2 separate regions of the Sus scrofa genome follow, and region 1 is linked to region 2. A link is a contact called in public promoter capture Hi-C data. All regions are on one chromosome and are shown on one strand. Each heading gives the region's core, a stretch centred on a gene start, on an enhancer-like site or on the middle of the called end of the contact. The rest is flanking DNA. Distances are from core to core; before and after follow the strand shown.

What was found. Promoter capture Hi-C pulls out the DNA fragments that hold promoters and counts their contacts.
Region 1: a contact with region 2 is called in a promoter capture Hi-C map of fetal skeletal muscle, with 3 times the contacts expected there. The contact joins the promoter of LOC102165279 here to the promoter of MYL9 in region 2. A contact is called at or near these places in 1 of 5 promoter capture datasets (fetal skeletal muscle) and 2 of 2 datasets of contacts at active chromatin or transcription factors (alveolar macrophages and skeletal muscle).

What each region holds. Positions count from the first base shown.
Region 1 is chr17:40,096,865-40,103,630 of Sscrofa11.1, reverse strand. It overlaps LOC102165279 (transcription initiation factor TFIID subunit 4-like), which reads right to left and starts at 5,232. Exons shown (of 3, transcript XR_002340154.1): 1 at 5,167-5,232; 2 at 2,882-3,589; 3 at 880-1,960. SOGA1 (protein SOGA1) reads left to right here and starts at 4,829. Exons shown (of 15, transcript XM_005672920.3): 1 at 4,829-5,503. The coding sequence starts at 4,829.
Region 2 is chr17:39,786,841-39,794,022 of Sscrofa11.1, reverse strand. MYL9 (myosin light chain 9) reads right to left here and starts at 5,858. Exons shown (of 4, transcript NM_001244472.1): 1 at 5,733-5,858; 2 at 2,471-2,680; 3 at 387-548. The coding sequence starts at 2,654. All of the region lies in intron 2 of LOC110257438 (a long non-coding RNA gene), which reads left to right.

The DNA of each region.
Region 1 (6,766 bases), core at 3,983-6,482, 310 kb before region 2:
AGTTTGTTCTCTATATCTGTGATAGAACCAGGAATTCTTAACTTTCTCGTTCTAGGCTAGTTTTTTCTCTCTATAGAACCTCTCCCTCTCTCTACAGACCTCACCGGGTCTCATGAATTTAACTATTGTTTAAACACTGATGACTCCTCATGACTCCCAACCAACTGCTACCTGGGCTCCACATTGGTAGTCAGTTGCCTGTATGACTCAGATGTCTCCAGACATCTCAGATGGAATGTGTCCAAAAAAAGAATTCTCCATTTCCCTCCCAACCTGGTCCCTCTACTTCCGACCACCTCAAGCTGTTTTCTCTGTCCTGTTAAAAGGCACATCATTTGTCATAACTAAAGCCAGAAACCTGGAAATTGAACTTGACTTCCCTTGGTTACCTCCCACCAAGGGTGTCCAACTCTTCAAGGTTCCAGAACAGATCTCAGGACCTCATCCAAGCTATATTTCCTCTCAGAGACTGTTCAATGGCCCCTTAACCCATCTTCTAGCATCTTTTTGCCAGTAGCCAGAGTGATCTACGTAAAACACAGATTAGACTCTATCACGCCCCTGCTTACTCCAGTTTCCAATGGCTTGTCACTGCATCAAAAATAAAGTCCTGGAGTGCCTGTTGTGGCTCAGTGGCTTAAGAACCTGACTAGTGTGCATTAGGATGCGGGTCCAATCCCTGGCCCTGCTCAGTGGGTTAAGGATCCCATATTACTGCAGGCTGCTTTGTGTAAGTCATAGATGTGGCTCAGATCTTGCGTTGCTGTGGCTGTGGTGTAGGTCAGCAGCAGCAACTCTGATTCAGCCCCTAGCCTGGGAACTTCCATAGGCTGCAGGTGCGGCCCTAAAAAGAAAAAAAAGAAAAAAAAGAAAAAGAAAAAAAGGCAGAGACTGGCAGAGAATTTAAAAAAAGAAGAAGAAAGCCCTGCCCAGGGCTGCCTTGGCTCCCACATCCACTCCAGCTCTGTCTTGCTCTTCTCCTCTCAGCCATCAAGGGCCAGTCCCAATGACTTTCTCACTTTCTTGAACATCTATCAAGCTTGTTCCCTCTTTAGGGCTTTGCCCTTGCTGTTCCTTCTTCCTGGAATTCTCTTACTCTGGCTCTTTGAATAATTTAGTTTAAATATCACTTCCTCAAAGAGGCCTTCATGATTACCCTTTTAAAGCGGTTTCCTCTACTAATTTCTCTAATTCTCCTTCAGCCACTGGTTTGTATAAGGAACAAAATCTTTAGTTTTTTTAGTTTTTTGTTTGTTTTTTGAAAACATCTCCTCTCTAGAGTCTTCCAGGATTTAGTTTTTATTTAGTTTCCATCACGTTGGTCAATTTAGCCACTTGAAAGGGAGAAAAACTATTTTCCCACTGAGTAATCAGCATCTTCATTTCTTAAATCTGATTAGTGCTTCATGCCTTCTTGAATTAGGCTCCTTTTTTTTTTGGCTGTGCCCACAGTGTACAGAAATTCCCAGGCCAGTGATTGAACCCATGTCACAGCAGTGATCTGAGCCACTGCAGAGATAATGCCAGATCCTTAACCCACTAGACCACTGGGGAATGCCTTGAAAAGACTTTGTACAGCACATGCTGTGTGCCTGAGCTGGACACTGCTCAGTAGTGCAACACAACAGGCTCTCAAGCTGAATGGCCTTGGGTTCAAATCAGTCCCAGCCCTGCCACTTCCAAGCTGTATGACCTTGAACTAGCATTCCAGTTATCCATGGCTGTGTAACAAAGTACCCCCCAAGTTAGTGGCTTAGAACAGTATTTATTTTGCAGTTTGGGACAACTCATTTCTGCTCCACTTGGCATCAGCTGGGGTAGCAACAAGACTGGAGGCTGAATCATCTGAAGTTTCCCTCTCTCACATGTCTGGGGCTTAGTGGGGACCAGAGTTGGAGGTGTTGGCTGGAACATGAGGCCTGGGCTTCGTTTCAACATGGTGGCTCCAAAGGAGAGTGGACTGAGAAAAAAGAGAGAGAGAGAGAGAGAGAAACAGGTAGAAAGATTGAGCTGGTCAGAGCCATATTGCCTTTTATGATCTAGCTTCAGAAGTCACACTGTCACTTCTGCCATCCTCAGTTGGTTCAGGCAGTCACAAAAGTTGCTCAGGTTCAAGGGGAGGGAACATTGACAATTGGAAGAGTGTCAATGCCACACTGTAAAAAGAATAATTGAGATGAGCTGTATATTTCTGTGCCTATCTTTGAAAAATACAATCAGCTGCAAGCAGTTCCTAACCTTTCTGGGATCCTCTGCTGAGTGTTGAGGACAGAGCCTGGCCTCCCCACCTGCGTGGAACCAATTCTGGATCCTTGGCAAGTCTTACTCCTTTTGTGGCTTCCCTGGTCTGAACTGAGCTCAAGTCCAGAGCCTCCACCTGGGCACTCTCCCCAACCCCAGGGCTCCTCCCTACTAGGTCCTGGATGCTCCCCAGGCTCTCCTGGGGCTGCAGTATGAATTCATGACTCCCCAAGTTCAAAGACATTCAGAGCTCAGCCCCCTGCTCAGCCATGGGTTTGTCAGGAGTGGCTGAGCAGCCTGCCCTAGCATGTCCCCTGCCCAGAGTCACACTACCCAACATCTCCAAGCCCACATTCTGCATGGAGGGAGAAACTGGAGCTCGGAGAGGGAAACAATTTCCAGGAGCCACATAGCATCTCTCTGTGCCAGACCAGAACAAGCCTACAAAAATGGAGGCATCAGAACTAGAAGGTTGTCTGTTACATCAAACTAGACCAAGTGGGATCTTCTGTGGCTGGGGAAGTAGGAAGGCTTGTCCTGGGCTTTGCCCCTGTGCTATGCCGTGCCACCCTGTTTTTGATGTGTCTTTTGTGGCCCATCTCCCCCCTATATTGTGTGCTCCATGAGGTCAGGTACTCACCACTGACAAGCTCACTACTGTGTCCCTCAGGGTCCCGTCTGGTGCCTGTGGGCTGGGTGGGTGGAGAGTCACTGGGGACAGGACAACTGATGCCTTGCCAGGAGGGCGTGAGAATGCCCCTGAAGAAGTGTTTGCAGAGAACCTGCTGAGTGGTACTGCTTCTCACCTGGCTCTGTGGGGAGCACCTGGAGGACAGATCTGAGGATGGAGGAGGCACCCACACACCTAGACGCACCTAGATGGGGATGAGAAGCTGTGCCTCCTCCAAGAGGGCGACCCGCAGGAGGAGTGTATTCACTGCTGTTGGGGAGGTGGGACAGAAACACAGAAGCGGACCTAGGGCCAGTGGTGTGTCAAGGGCAGAAGGAGGTGAGCTAACAGGACTGGGGGAGTAGAGGAAGAAGGAGAAAATGGGCAGGAGGAGGGAAGAGGAGAAAGGGAAAAGGGAGAGGGGGAGAAGGGGGAGGGAAAGGAAATGAGGAGAGGGAGGAAGAAGCTGCAGAGGGGTAAACACCGCCCTGACCCCCCTTCCTCCCCGCCCCCCGCCCCGCAAGGGGTGCCACCCTGAGGTTGAGCGCCAGCCCACAGGACAGCCAAAGGACTTCACCACGTGGCTCTGTCCAGCGGTGGCTCGGTGGTATGGGGAGGGGGGTGGTGCGGGGAAGGTGTGACAGACACACGGAAAAATCAACAACACAGGAGCACAGCCTGGAAGGAAAGAAACGACACCCATCAGAGCTGGGGCTCCGGGGTCGTCCGGAGTTACTCTTGGGAGAACGCGTAGGGGATCAGAGCCACCGTGTCCGGCCTGGATCAGCCCCACAGTAGCCAAAACCTATTCCTAGAGCACCCGCTGGTCTGACTTCTCAGAACGGGTCGCCTCCATTTTAGCCAAGCAGAGCCTGAGAGCAGTCTCTGATCCCCTATCAGGGTAGGGGGAAGCGGTAGTACGCCCGGGTCAAGACGTGCAGAGCCGGGCATTCATCCAGGGCTCCACGCTCCCAACAGTTGTGAGAGGGAAGCCGAAGCAGAAGGTGTGGATCTGCGAGGTTGGGATTCCATCCCCGCTCTGCCACTGACTGACCTTGGGTTAATCGTGTGCCCGCCCTAGGCATCACTTTACGCATCTGTACAATGGGATAATCCGTCTCGCTCTGCGAGGTTCGGGGGGCGGAGTTCGCGCACGCTCCGCACAGCCGCGAGGGGCGAGGGACTCGGCGTGTATATGGATGCTGGCTCCAGCGATCTGAGGTCTGCCCGGCCTCTGCCTGGCAGTCCTCCCTCTCGCCGCTCGCGCGACCCCTGCTCGGACGCGGGGAGCAGGGGGGCCTCCGCCGGGTGCGCTCTCCGGGCCGGCAGGGGAGGGGGCGGCGGCGGAGCGGAGGAGAAAGGAGCCCGGGCCGCGGCGGACCCGGCCCGCCTGACCCTCGAGGGGGTCGCTGTTGCCTCGCAGATCCCTCCCTCGCTCGCTGCCTGCGTCCCTCCCTGCCGCTCCCGCCGCGTCCGCCTTTTGTTCGCGGAGCCGCGCGCCCCCGAGCCCAGGCGGCGGGGCGGGGAGCTGGCGGGGCTGCGCGGGGGCGGGCCGCGCCGGGCGGAGCCGGGGCCCGGGCCGCAGCCGGACTCGGAGCCCGAGGGAGCGATAGGCGCGCTGGCAGCCGGGGCCCGGGCGCGCTCCGGGGGCGCGGCGAGGCCGAGGGGGCGGGCGCCGGGCGGAGCCGGAGCCGGAGCCGGGGCGCCTGGAGGCGATCGGGCCGCTCTCTCCGAGCTCAGAGTAGCGGAGAGACCGTGCGGCGGGAGTCGGGGCCAGAGCGCAGCCCGGGAGCTGAGGTGGGCCGAGAGCAGACGCGGCCCGAGCGGCAGGAGAGGCGCCGGGGACCTCCCCCCGGGCGCGGAGGCCGGGCGGGCCCGGGCCATGCCTGCAGCTCACTGAGGCCAAGGGAGGCCGCGATGGAGGTGCCGGCGGGGGAGCCCCCTGCTCGGGGCTGCGGCCCCCCGCCCGCGCCAGCCCCTGAGAGGAAGAAGAGCCACCGAGCGCCGTCGCCGGCCCGACCCAAGGACGTGGCCGGCTGGTCGCTGGCCAAGGGCCGCCGCGGCCCAGGCCCGGGCGCCGCAGCCGCCTGCAGCTCCGCGTCCTCGGCGCGGCCGGACAAGAAGGGGCGTGCGGTGGCGCCCGGGGCGCGGGGAGCAGGGACGCGGGTGGCCGGGGTCCGCACCGGGGTCCGCGCCAAGGGCCGTCCGCGCCCAGGCACCGGGCCGCGACCGCCGCCACCGCCGCCCAGCCTCACCGACAGCAGCTCAGAGGTGTCGGACTGCGCGTCGGAGGAGGCGCGTCTGCTGGGCCTGGAGCTGGCGCTGAGCAGCGACGCCGAGTCAGCGGCCGGGGGCCCGGCGGGGGCCCGCACTGGGCAGCCGCCGCAGCCCGCGCCGCCCGCTCAGCAGCCTCCGCGGCCTCCCGCCTCCCCGGAGGAGCCGTCGGTGGCCGCGTCGTCGGTGGGCAGCAGCCGCCTGCCACTCAGCGCCTCGCTCGCCTTCTCCGACCTCACGGAGGAGATGCTGGACTGCGGGCCCGGCGGCTTCATGAGAGAGCTGGAGGAGCTGCGCTCGGAGAACGACTATCTCAAGGTGGGGGCGCTGGTGGGGGAATGGGAGGCCGCGGGAGGCGTGGGTGGCAGCCCCTCTGGCCAGAGGCACCAGCTGGCCGCTGCCCCAACGCCTGAGCTGGAAAGGGGCCTAAACCCTCAGGGGCACCCTGAGGTCTGCCTGGGGCTCCCCCGCATTCCGCTCCTTACTGTGTCTGGGAAACCTTCTCCTGAGGGAGGAACCTGGAAGCGGAGACTGCCCAAAGGCGCCTGGTTGGGGAAGGGGGCCTTGGAAGAAGTGCTTTGGAGGATGCCTAGGTGCGGTACTTGGGATGGAGGTGGGTAATCAATCAGTGAGGGGCTGGGCCTCTGATTCAGCTGCTCAGAACCCCCACCCCCACCCCAGGCCAGAGGCCAGACCTTTGGGGGCTCTCCTTTCCGGAAGAGGCGCTGGTCTGCACTGCTGCCAGGAAGACCCATGCCATCCCCTGCCAAGGAGAGGCCAGAACACCATCCTGAATCTTAACCCAGGGCTTTCCTGGCCCAGGCCTGTCCCTGCCTGCTTTTCAGGGCGGGTCCCGTTTGAAAGCATGACATCTGGGAACATCCCCTTGGCTGGAGTCCGACTTCCGCCCAGTCTAACGGTCCCACAGCCCGGGAGGATGATGTTGTGGGAGAACCGGTTCAGAGGCAGCTTCCTAAATCCCAGGATATTGTCTTCTGCTTAGTTTGGGACAGGCCCTGTACACACAGTGAATGCGTTGGTGCTTCACTGCCAGTGCCCATCTTCTTCCCATGTTACCAGTGCGAGGAGGGGCTCTGACATCCCAAAAGAGCATCCCTCTGGGTGTGTGGGGGCCTGAGAGCTTCCATGGGAGAACAGACTTTGCCTTCACCCCTGCAGGGGACATGAACACCTACTGGGTGCAGGCCAGGCTCTGTCTGTTCACTGCCTGGCACCGAGGCAGCCTCAGGGACAGCCCAGCCCTTATGTGTTGATGTTGGCCTGGGAGACTGGAAGCTTCGTGGGTTCTAGTGCCACGAGCTGGGCATGGTTTTGGAAGAGGCTGAAATGTTACCTACTCTTATCAGTTGATGTCCTGGCACAGCACCCAGGGCATCCCTGGCTAAGAGCCGCCGAGTTAATGGCACTCTGCTGATTTATGTCTGCCCAGCAACACTTAGCTTTGCATTGGCCTCTGGCCAGAGGGTTTCTCTCTCGTTAAGAGTTTTTGGGATATTGCTTAACTGTGCCTTTCCCTCCCCTCTTCCCCCAAGATCTATTATCCAATGTGGGTTTAGTAAC
Region 2 (7,182 bases), core at 4,609-7,108:
CCCCGGGAACAGCCAGCTGTGGGGTAGGAGGCCTTCGGGAGACTGAGGATGGGGGCTGGTTTCTCTACCTTGTTGTCCAGAAGGGCCTGAAGTGGTTTGGTTTCTGGAAAGGTCCAAAGCAGAGGCCAAGTGTGTTGGACCAGCAGCTGGACTATGAAGCGGGAAGGCTTGGGGGGTGGGGGTGGTTTTGGCTAGCCTTGGGGGCAGAAAGCCAGACAGCAGCTCGGCTTTTATAGTTCTGGAGACAGAAACCAGTGGATGGGTGATTTCTGTTTCGGGCTCTGGGGCAAGGGGCCCCGAGTCCTGTCCGGCCTGGTCTCGCTTGCATATGTGTGTGTGTGCGCGCACGTGTGTGCCCTGGGGGAGGCGCTCAGGAGGCTGCTGACCTGAGGCCTCCTCATCGAAGCAGGCAAAGGCGTTGCGGATCACGTCCTCGGGGTCCGTGCCGTTCAGCTTCTCCCCAAACATGGTGAGGAACATGGTGAAGTTGATGGGCCCCGGGGCCTCGCTCATCATGCCCTCCAGGTACTCGTCCGTGGGGTTCTTGCCTGTGGGGGGAAGGCCATTGGCACCTGCTGTCACCTCTGGTCCCCTCCCTGCCCACTCCCTTCATGGCCCCACAGAAGGAGAGAGTAGAGTGACAGTTAAGTTCTGTAAAGTGTTACAACATTTCTGGGATGGGCTGCTGTCTGCAGGTCCCTCCCCTGGCTCTCCTGGTGGCCTGGACCAGTTTCCTCCTCAGGTCTGGACATCGGCCGTGGATAAGGCTCTCTGAAGTACAAGAGCCCCCATCTGCCCACCGCTCACTGGGTCCCGTGCTCCGTGTGCCTTATCGGGTTACCTTTCACCACCTGCACGTGGGAGGGCAGCAGCCTCGCCCCCTTCGCAGGTGTGGAGCCTGAGACACAGAGGTGAGGCGACTTGTCCCTGATCACACAGCGAGCAAGGAGTGGAGCCAGCATTCAAACCCAGGCAGCCAGAACCCAGATCTCAGGCACAGTTTCAGTAGTAGTTAAACCAGTGGGCTTTGGCGTCATACAAGTGAGGGTTTGACTCTCAGATCTGTGCCTATTTCCCTGCCTCTGAAGAGAATTGTGAGGATGAAGAGGCAGTGGCTGTAAAATGCTCAGAACAATGATCGGCAAGGCCTCGTGGACTCGAATCAACTGCTCGGTTCAAACCCCAGCTCTACCCACTTAGTAGCTGTGTGACCTTGGGCAGGTTACTTAACCTCTCTGGGCCTCTCTGTTTCCTCATTTATAAAGTGGGAATGGTAATCATATCTACCTAATAGAATTGCTTTGAGATTTAAGATAATACCTGCAGAGCTGCTCCTCGTTAGTGTTATTATTTGCTGTTCTTGTTTTTTATCCAGAAGGCTGTGACAGATCTGTGGCCCCACTCACATGAGCTACAAATAGGAGTGTTGATTTTTCCGGGTAGATGCCAGGGCTCTTACGGCCCTACATGCAGGTGCTGCCTCATAAACGTGAGGGAGCCTTGGTGTCCCTGTCTCCTCTGAGCCTCGCACACTCTGGTGTGTCCCCATGGGATGGCTGAGGCCTGAAGAGCTGTGACATCAAGACATCACAGCTCTTCCCCTCATCAGGCCTCAGTCCTCCTTCCAGCTGGTGACCGCATCAGGGAGGGAAGCTTCAGGCGATCCTGGCCTGAGGCTGGGAGAGATGTGGTGCCGAGGGTGGGGACAGTGTCTGATGTCAGCCCTCCTGCTCCCTCAGGTCACTTGGTCCTCCCATCAGACACCTGGGGGTGGGGGAACATGAGGGCCAGGGTCACCATGGCAGAGGAGGGGAAGTGGGCACAGAGTAGGGCTGCCCAGCTGTGAGCGGCAATGCCAGGGACTGACCCAGGCCTATCCGCCATAGGCTGCCGCCTCTGCTGCCAGAGACCCCCCCTCCTCAGCCAGTGTCTGGCCCAGACGCTCTTGCCTGGAAGAAGGGAGTGCCAGAAATGGACTGAGGGGGGTTGTCTGTGGCCAGCACATGGGGAGGGAAGGGGGGCGCAGAGCCACAAGTGGGGGTGTGGCTGGTGTCTGGGGGCTTGGCTTCTGGGCCCCAGTTTCCCCATCTGAGCAATGGTGAAATGTACTGGATTCCTGAGCCCGTTTAGCTCTAGATTCTGATTCTGGAGGTCACTGGAGTCAGTCCCTCAGAGCCTGGCACAAGTGACCTCTGAAGGAGGGGGAGGTGCCCTGACCTCCCCCTCTGGGCCTCGGTTTCCCCATCTGTGCAGTGGGAAGTCTGTGGGCCTGACTGGGTTCAAGTCTGGTGCCCATCCACTCTGTGCCCATTTCCCTATCTGCTAAGTGGAGAAAGGGATGGCAGCTGCCCTCCAGGGCGGGTACCTTGTGTCAGTGCACAGGAAGTGTTCCGTAAGGGCTGGGCAGCCCTGCTGCCTGCTCCAGCTGAAGCCCCTCCTGGGCCCACTTAGACCCCCAGCCCCTGCTCACCCAGTGAGGCCAGCATGTCATGCAAGTCCTCCTTGTCAATGAAGCCATCTCGGTTCTGGTCGATCATGTTGAAGGCCTCCTTAAACTCCTGGATCTGGGACTGGTCGAACATCGCGAAGACATTGGATGTGGCCCTCTGTGGCCGCTTCTTGGTGGTCTTGGCCTTGGCCCGTTTACTGGACATCTTGGCTGCAGGCGTGTGGGACTTTCCTGCAGGCAGTGGGTGTGGGGAGGAGAGCCTTTGACCCCAGTTCACCTGTCAGTGCCTGAGCCTGGTGTTTGTGCTCCCTCAGCCTTGGGGCTCCTGCCACCCAGTGCATCACAAAAGCAGACACGGGGTGGATTCTGTGTGATCTGAGACAATTCCCTCCACCTTCTGGGGTGAGTTTCCTCATCCGAGTGCCCAGCATGAGGGATTACTTGACTTAGTGCCCGAGAAGCCCCTGGCATGGTGCCCGGCACAGAGGAAGCTATTTTTGCTATGACTGTTTGGGTAAGACACTTAGGATTGGGTTCCATGCCAACCATTTCGGCGCTTTATCTCCTTTAATCCTTAATAGCATTTACACTGTCCAGCTCTCTCCAAGTGACAAGGTGGGTCCACGTTGGGAGGCTCCAAGGCTCCCTGCCCCCACCAGCAGGAAGGAGCTGGGTCAGCGGCCCTGGCCCTGCATTCCTGACATTCCTCCTCCTCCCCGTCCCTCTGCCCTCCCTGCTAAGGTTCGGGAGGCCAGTGCTCTGGGCAGTCTCCCTTCCCCCACCTGCCCACACTTGACCAGCACCCAAGGGTGGGTGATAGGCCTGACTTGGGCCCTACTCCTGTTCTCACCCCTCATTGCTTATGGGGGCCTAAAGGTCCCCCAGACTGAGAACCCCAGCTTCTTGTCACCCTTGTTTAGATCTGGCCTCTCAGCCTCCAGCCGGTCTCACCCATTGTGTACAGACCCAGACCTGCACCTGTCACTTCACCTTGAAGCCCTTGAAGTTTCCTGCCATCCCCCCGCCACCCCTCTCCTCTGCTCCAGCAAGTGTCATCTCCTTGGCCTGGCATTTAAGGCCCTGTGCGAACCCCTCCTGCCCTTCTCTCTGACTGGCCATGGAGTCCCTCACGGCATTCCTTCCACCACTTGTCATCCTGCCAAGCTACACCTCTGGCTACCCAGACACCCCTAGACTTTCCTTCTTGATCCCCCCACACACCAGGAATGCCCTTCCTTCTCTAGCCTAGTTCTTCAGACACCCCTTAGGGAGCAGGTCCGCCACCCTGACTTTGACCGTAGGCAGTTAAAGGTCTCTTTCCCTCACAATTGATCGGGGCTGATGTAAATCCTGATTTACACCGAAGGCCACGGTGGAGCTAATAGATGCTTGTTTTAGTGAATGACTGGGAGGGTTACGGTGGCCAGCCTACTGGCCCCACTGTACAGATGGGGAAGCTGAGGCCCAGCAAGGGCTCTTTCCCTGAACTCTTGTCGTGGCTGCTGGGGGCTGTGTCCCTGAAGACCTAGGGCTGTGTGCTCCTCCGCTGGGATGGTTGTGGGCTGGCCGAGGCCCTGGGACTGCTCCGTGCTCTTTCCTCTGCCCTGAGTCCCTGTGGTCAAGAATCTCCAGGAAGCCTTAAATGCTCCTCGGGCTATCTCCAGGCTTTTGTCCCATGACCCCATTCAAGTCATTCTCAGTCTTCAGCCTTGCGATAGTAAACCCTGAGCTGGGATGCTGGCCAGCCCTAGCCCTTCCCCAGAGCCACAGCTGCCTGTGGTCATGAGACCGTCCCACTGTGTCCCACTGGACCGATGCACCTGGCTCTCAGTTTCTCATGTGGTTCAGGGTGGGTAGACAAAAGCCTTTCTCACCCACAGCTTGGGTGAGAGTGGGATGGTGCCGTCGGCTAGGAATGCCATTCTCTCTTGTGGGGCCCTGTCCTTCCCTGAGCCAGATGTCCTCTGGGAACTCTGACTCACGGCACCCACAGAAAGTAGCCGAGGAGAGGTCCACTGTGCCCGGCAGAGGCTGCGATGGTCATCACTGTCAGTACTCCCACCCCGACTGTAAAGTTCTAGGGCAGACGTGGCAGGAGGAGAGAGAAAGCCACGGCCAGGGGCAGGAGTGGCCAAGAGCTCACCCACTGCTCTGATCCTGGCTCAGCCCCTCTGCCTCCATGGCTACCCCAACCCCACCCTCTTCTGTTGAGGGGCCATGATAGGGCTTAGAGCACTGACCTTTACAGTGTCTCTCCCAGCAATATTGGGAAGTAGGGTGGGGAGAGTGGGGTGTCCCCCACAGTGCAGTTAAAAGAGTTGAGGCCCAGGAAGTGGCATGCCCATGAGAGGTAGAGTCCAGCTGGAAGCCAGGACTCCTGGGCTGGGCCTGCATCAGCGGGTGGCAGATGGCCTTTCATGGTCAGCTGATGGCAGTTGAGGGGCTGAGGACTCTGTGACCAGAGGCAATTTCTAGTCTTGGTTGAGGGGCTGGGGTCAGAAACAGGCTGGGCTCTTAGCCCTAGATCCGTGCCCTTTCCTCCTGGGGGTCCTGGACACCAGGGATCAGATGGGATTGGCACTCAGCCCGGCTGCAGCTGGGTGCCACCTCCCCCTTTTGGTGCCTGAAATCCCACTGTAACAGCAAAGACAAGGCCTGTGTTCCCGCCGTGGTCACTTTAGCTGGCAGTGCGGGATGCCTCCTTGGTAAACTCACCTCATCTGAGCGTTGGGAGGAGAGGGGACCAGTACCTGCAGCCTCTCTGGGTGAGGGGGTGAGCCCAGGGCCCTTGGCGGCGCTTCCCCACCCAATATGTCCTGGTGCGCAGAGGGCTCAGAGCTGGGAAGCCCGGGTGCGCAGCACATACCCTCAGTGCGCGTGGGCAGAGGTTACCCCAGTTATCCCTCTCTCCTACCCCAGGAGGAGGGGGGGGACACGGATACTCTGGAGGACCCTGACAGGGCTCAGTTTCCTGTCTGTGACACCCATAGGTCCACTAGGCAGGGGACAGCGGCGACCATAGCCCCCTCCCGTCCTCCCGGACTGGGCATCACTAACTTCACAGCGAAGGGGCCGGGCCGGCAGTCTGGCGTCGTCATAGGCCCCCTTGGTTCCGGAGCCAGGAGTAGTCTCCCTGCTCCCCAGCCCCAGCCAGAGTCCCCCCAGCCCTTCCAGCTACGCTTGCCCTGAGACCCTCCGAAACCCAGCCGCCTCCACCCTGCCCCATCCCCAAGTTGGGGCCGCGGCCATCACACCGCAGCCTCCAGACCACCTGGGCTCCCACCTGGTGCGGAGAAGGCGCCGGCTCGGTGCGCGGAGCGGGTGCGGAGCCGGGGCTGGCCGGGCGTCGGTGGGGTCCGGGCTGGCGCGGTGGGGGCGCGGGGCGGGGCGCGGCGCCGGGCCTTACAAGGCAGAAGAATGTGCGGCGGCGGGGCGGGGGCGGGGCGGGGGCGGGGCTGCAGCAGCCCGGCCTTATTTGGCTTCGACCCACAGGCCGGGCTGGGGAGTTCCCCGGCGAACCCTTAGGCTGTGAGGGCCTTCCCCACGTGGGCCGGAGAGGGGGAGGGGATGGGGATTGGGGTGGGGGGGCTGGACAGCCCCGGCAAGGGGGTTATCGGGCTGGCCCTTCCTCTCCAGCGAGGCAGGCAGAACGTCCAGGGACCCGCCCCCCCAGTCCTACCCCCACCTTCCCCCAAAGGCCCGCCGCCCGGCCCCTTCCCCGGGGAAGGCTTCCTTCCACCAGGCCAAGTATGGCTTTTTTCCAGTCCCAAAGAAGAGGCGTGTGGGAGAAGACCCACCATCCTCAGGCAGAGCCACCAGTCAGGCTCCCGTGGGTGTGGGGCGGACATGGGAGTAGGTGGGACTTCGCCTGGGGCAGCCCACCTCGGCCAAGTCACTCTCCTCTCTAGCCGCCCTCAGTTTCCTCACCTCTAAAATGAGTGGCCAGGAAGAGCCACCCCCCAGCCCCAGCCAGTGAGGGAGCCTGGGGACCCTGAGAGCATCCTTGCTAAAGGCGCTGCACCTTCTTCCCCTTCTTGTTGGCCTGCGTCAGAGGATGGAGTCTGGGAGGACAGACCCATCAGGCCCTGTCCCCTCTCTCTCTTTTTTTTTTTTTTTTTTTTTTTTTTGTCTTTTTGCCTTTTCTAGGGCCGCTCCGCAGTATATGGAGGTTCCCAGGCTAGGGGTCAAGTCAGAGCTGTAGCCACTGGCCTATGCCACAGCCACAGCAACACCAGATCCAAGCCGGGTCTGCAACCTACACCACAGCTCCCGGCAACGCCAGATCCTTAACTCACTGAGCAAGGCCAGGGATTGAACCCAAAACCTCATGGATCCTAGTCAGATTTGTTAACCACTGAGTCACAACGGGAACTCCCCTGTCCCTCATTTTGACCCTTGAGCCAACCCCTTACCCATCAGCCCCTACCTTCCCTTTGATCCAAACAGACCTTCTCAAGGGAACTTTTCAACACCCAACTACTCTGTGAATATGAACTGACATCTGCTACCTGCCAGGCACTGTGCTGGCTGCTGGGGAAATAGCAGTGAACTAAAATCCTTGCCCTCAGAAAGCATTTGTTCTTGTTGGGGAAAATAGCATCAACAAGCAGCTATATGGCTTGGAGGGTAGAAATAAGTGCGTCGGAGAATAAAACAATGGGAGGTGAGAGAGAAAGTCACAGGAGGTGAGGGCTGCCTCCCAGGAAGTGACATTTGGGCAGAGCTGAAGGAGG